Linked DNA regions of Sus scrofa: region 2 is linked to region 1. A link is a contact called in public HiChIP or PLAC-seq data. All regions are on one chromosome and are shown on one strand. The core of a region is the stretch at or near the end of the contact, and the rest is flanking DNA. Distances in the headings are between cores, read along the strand shown. Region 1 holds the start of TSACC (TSSK6-activating co-chaperone protein). Region 2 holds the start of FDPS (farnesyl diphosphate synthase).

The links. HiChIP or PLAC-seq counts read pairs in DNA pulled down with a chosen protein or histone mark.
Region 2: an H3K27ac HiChIP or PLAC-seq map of skeletal muscle shows a contact between it and region 1, with 6 times the contacts expected there. The contact joins the promoter of FDPS here to the promoter of TSACC in region 1. A contact is called at or near these places in 1 of 5 promoter capture datasets (liver) and 1 of 2 datasets of contacts at active chromatin or transcription factors (skeletal muscle).

What each region holds. Positions count from the first base shown.
Region 1 is chr4:93,733,771-93,736,297 of Sscrofa11.1, forward strand. TSACC (TSSK6-activating co-chaperone protein) reads right to left here and starts at 1,259. Exons shown (of 4, transcript XM_013996980.2): 1 at 541-1,259. CCT3 (chaperonin containing TCP1 subunit 3) reads left to right here and starts at 197. Exons shown (of 14, transcript NM_001244180.1): 1 at 197-352; 2 at 2,419-2,480. The coding sequence starts at 322.
Region 2 is chr4:94,512,429-94,514,955 of Sscrofa11.1, forward strand. FDPS (farnesyl diphosphate synthase) reads right to left here and starts at 1,266. Exons shown (of 10, transcript NM_001185131.1): 1 at 1,085-1,266; 2 at 845-1,007. The coding sequence starts at 1,266.

The DNA.
Region 1 (2,527 bases), core at 9-2,508:
CGCCAAGGTTCGCGCCGCACGCGGCCGGGAGCGGCCACCCCATTGCGCAAGCGCCTCTGCCCTCTCATTGCCATCACCGTGCTCTCTCTACCTAGCTTGCCCCGCGTTCTTGCGTAGGGGGCGGGGCTAAGAATGTCAATTGGCCTGTTTCCGTGCCGGTCAGTGAGATGGGTGCGGTGATTGGGGGCGCCCGGGAGGGTAGCGGGGTTGGGTGTAAGCCCTGAGGAGGCAGCGTTTTCTGGGCTTCTCGCTGGTTCTCTCTCTCCAGAAGGTTCTGCCGGTTCCCCCTGCTTTGGGTACCCGGCTCTGCATCGCGCCGCCATGATGGGCCATCGTCCGGTGCTCGTGCTTAGTGAGTTTTGGGAAAGCTGGGGAAGGGACCCCCTCTTCATCTCCCTCTTTCGGCACTTTACAGCCTTGCCTCAGCCCAGTCCCGCCCTGGTCCGGCCCCTGAGCCTTCCAGTCGTTCATTTTGGAAGCCCCTTCTGCTTTCCTGTCTACCCTTAACGTATTCCCATGTCTACACAAACGCAAACTGACCTTTCTCTCTCGAGCCTCATTTTTCCGGGCTCTGGCCTCGGGAAGATGCTTCCCACTCGGCATTCTGTTCTTCACCTCCAACCCCCGCCCTTGCAACCTTCTTTGAGTGATTTTCAGTGTGCAGTTTTGTGACTAACGGCTTTTAAGTTTGGCCTAGCATTTTAACCTTGGCCCATCCCTTAGTAGTGGTGTGGCGTCAGCCACGTTGTTTGATTGAAACGTTTCCATCTTTATTATTAGGATTAACTATTTTCCCGTAAGATTGTGACTCAAGTGAGATAAGTAGAGACAATTGCTTAAAAGAGCGAGTGGTAGCCTTGGTTATTTGTATTTTCAGTAATTGTCCTCTTGAATTTCCATTCTGCAACTTCTGTTCCTCAAGTAACCCTACCTTCCTCACTGGTTTATCTTAGATGTAGTTATTCCCTTGATATCCCCTCCGTGGTAATCTTTCCCACTTACCAACTGAGTTTTCCCACATTTTTCCATTGGGTCTCTTTACCTATGGGGAATGAGTCGCATTTCTGTTGTCTTCCTCGGGTATGTTTCTGTTCTGTGTAATCTCAGCCTTATTAGTCATTTTCCGTCCCTCTCTTATGCGTGTAGAATGCTATCGATTTTCTGTATACCTGGAAAATAACTGTTTGCAAACAAGAATCCACTTAACCCAGAAAAAAAAACCAATTTTTTTCTGATGAATCCAATCAGAAAGGTCCATGCAGGATTTTGGTTATCAGTGCCTGAAATAGGAATCTAAATCCTGAGAACTGTGAATGAATGTTTAGGTTTGATGGGTGGGAAATTTTACAACAAACTGTAGGGAAGTATAATTTGGAGAGAGGAGTGAAATAAACATTCTTTTGATTCAGGTATAGCCATTGAGAGGGCCCTAAGGTGAGTAGTGCGTTGTTCAGCTCTTTTGAGGTCGGAGTTAATCCCTTGCATTAGCGGCCCTAACCTATTAGACTTCCTATTAAAACATGTAGGTCACACTTACTGATGGTCAGTGGGTTCCTGAGGCATTCTGGTTATGTCCAAGCATGAAGTGATTGTATCTCGCAAACCCAGATGCTTTTGAGTGTGTGTTCTCATTCCATAGCACACAGGGGAGAAGGGGGGAGGAACTATTTAATAATTACGCTGGGAATGTCAGTATGATTCTGTGTACCCAATTATGAGGACATGAATCCCCCAAGTTTTCCTTTTTACATAAGGGAGTGATTGATGCTTTTTTAGGGTCACCAGGTCTTTAAAAATCTGATGGATCTTAGGTTATGAATCCTTGTTATACATACATGAATATTTGATTAGAGAGAAAGTGATGACTAAGATTCCAAAGTTGAAGCTTTATGAATTGTTTCTTAGTATACCAGGAGTTGAAGTAAAGAAAGAAATAAGTATGTATGTTTACTTATTAACAGCTCGTTGAGGTGCAATTGATATACAAAAAGTTGCACATATTTGAAGAGTATAAGTTGGTAAGCTTTGATCAGTGTATACATCTGGGAAACCAGTATGTGTTTTTGTTTTTTTTTTTTTTTTTTGTTTGCTTCTTAGGGCCAAACCCGCGGCATATAGACGTTCCCAGGCTAGGGGTCCAATCCGAGCTGCAGCTGCTGGCCTAGGCCACAGCCACAGCAATGTGGGATCCAAGCCTCATCTTCGACCTACACCACAGCTCACTGCAACGCCAGATCCTTAACCCACTGAGCAAGGCCAGGGATCGAACCCAAAACCTCATGGTTCCTAGTTGAGTTCATTTCCGCTGCACCACCAGGGAAACTCCTGTTTTTATTTTCAAAGATTGGGAAATAAATGAATAACTTATATACAATGGGGCAGTCCTGGACTATTGCCTTTTGTTTTTATCTGTTTTAGGCCAGAACACAAAGCGTGAATCTGGAAGAAAAGTTCAGTCTGGAAACATCAATGCTGCCAAGGTAGCCTATCTTATAAGTTGTCTGCCTCTAGCTATCTTCCCTGGTGT
Region 2 (2,527 bases), core at 16-2,515, 780 kb after region 1:
GAGGAAATCTTGGAGGAGACCATAGGGTGGAGGACCCGTCCCCCACTCCTCCAATGGCATGTCCTGCTGGGACCTCTGTGCCGTTGGCTGCCCTTAGATCTAATTCACTGGGAAGACTTCCCTTTTAATCTCCATCCCAGTGTAGACACACCCCCTTCTCCTTAGTTCCCCTCAGACAAATGAGAGAGCATTTATAGTAAGAATTACTAGATACTCTAAAAGAATAAAAGAATTAGGAGTTCCCATTGTGGCTTAGCAGTAATGCACGCAAACTAGTATCCATGAGGACACAGGTTCAATCCCTGGCCTTGCTCAGTGGGTTAAGGATCAGGTGCTGCCATGAGCTGTGGTGTAAGTCAGACATGGCTAGGATCAGGTGTTGCTGTGGTTGCAGCTCTAATAAGACCCCTAACCTGGGAACTTCCATATGCCACACTTGTGGCCCTTTAAAAAAAAAAAAAAAAAAGGAATAAAACAATAAGGCAACTTAAGTATCTCAGCAATAGTTCTTGTCCTAGAGCAGGAGTTTCTGATGCACTAGCTTCACCCAAGCCCATCTCAGACTGCCTTCCTCCCAGGTCCCTGCCAAGGTAGCCCCTCATTATTTCTGGATGCCTAATGCCTCACCCCCAGGGCCCTCCACCCTTATTCAAAGCAGTGCGGATGGCCCAAAAGAACCACCAGGCAGGACTACTGGGCTAAGTATACCTGCACCTCCAGAGGGCACCCAGAAACGCTCAGGTAAAACCCTGCTCCCACCCCTGCCAAAAGTCCCCCAAAAGCCAGAGCTGGATCCCACACATGCAGAGAGAGCAAAGACTCTCTCCAGTCATAAATCCCTCACCTCCTTGAGTCGGGCAACAGCATCTCCTATCTCTGGGTGCCCGATGTCCTCCTCAGTCAGCACCTTGACGATCTGGGAGAAGTGCTGGATGAAATCCTGCCTTTCTCGGGCATAAGCGTCCAATTTCTGGTCTCCGTTCATTCTGAGGGAGGAGTAAAATGCTCTGAGGAGAGGGAGGACAAGTCAGAAACCTGAACAGCTGCTCCCCTCCCCAAGGCCCCTCACCCCCACCAAACTCACCGAGGCTCCTCTGTCCACGCTTGGCACCAGCAGCGAGCACTGTGCCATGCCCCCAGGACTGGGCACCCGTGCACCAGGGAGGGCCGCCGTAGGGGACCCAGCCACCTCTCCCGGGGCACCCAGCAGGGGGCTGGCAGCAAGAAGAGCCCCACAGATCTCAGCCAGCGGGACAGGGGCAGCATGGGGGGTGGTACAGGGAAGGGGCACTGAGCACTCCCTGCAGGAGCAAGCACCAAAGGCAGATGCACGTTGGCAGCTCCCCAGGTCACCTCCCCGAACTTTTACCTCCATAGCCAGAAGGCCCCACTTTCTCCTGGTATGAGATTGAGGGCATTTACAGGGAAAAAAAAAAATGTGGGGAACAAAAAGTACAGCTGGGTGACTGAGAATAAACTAACTGCACTTAAAATATGATGGCTAGAACTTGGAGTTTCCTGGTGGCCTAGTGGTTAAGGACCCAGTCTTGTCACTGTTGTGGGCAGGTTGGATCCCTGGCCTAGGAACTTCCACATGCCATAGGTGTCGCCAAAAAGAAAAAAAAGGTGACTAAAACTTATTGCCACCTAACTTTATCCTTTTCAACCATCAATGCCTCCCCTCCAGGGATTCTCTGGAATTGCTACACCCCTGGCTGCTTCCCAAGTCCTGGAGTACAGAGAGAAGAGTCTAGAGTAAAGGAATTCAGAACTGGGGGCTAGGAAGACCCTTAAATCAACCTATTTTATATAAGTCAAGCTGAGCCTCTAGGAGGTAGGAAGATACCTAGGACGTGGGTACCAAACCTAGAATCCAGGTCTTCCCAGTAGCCAGAAAGAGGGGTACAGAGTCTGTGAGATGAAGAGACATGAAACAGGAACCCCTGGGTGCTATGGACATGTGGTCTGAGGCTCTGGGACTGGGTGTCCTAAGCCTTTACAGACTAGAACTATGCAGACAACCTCAGAACAACAGTGGGCAGGTGGGGAGAGTTCGCAGTAGAAGAGCAAACCAATGTGCAGTTACACTGAGGGTTCCAGGAAAGCACAGGACAGGGATGGGAGTTTTTCACATCCATGAGGTTAGCCAGTCGGTCCCACCAACCCCCAAAGCGGGGGAACTCCAGCACAACGTACTGGTCCTCCTGTGCCTCAAAGTATCACTACAGAAGTAAGGCTGAGTTTCTAACCCGTGCCTCCACTCCCTGCCCGAGACCTCTCTCACCTGTTCCTGGATGCCGGTTGTGGATCCAGAGAATTGCTGGGGTATGCCTAAAAACCGGACTCCTCAACGCTCAGCTCTCTGGGACTAGTAGTTCTCCATCTCTTTTCGCTATAGGCAGAAAGGCCCAGTAAACTACAATTCCCGGCATGCCACGGGAGGGACAACTACAACGCAATCTAGCGTGTACTGGCAGGGTGGAGACGAGCCACTCTGATTGGATGTTTTCCCTCGTATGAGTATGAG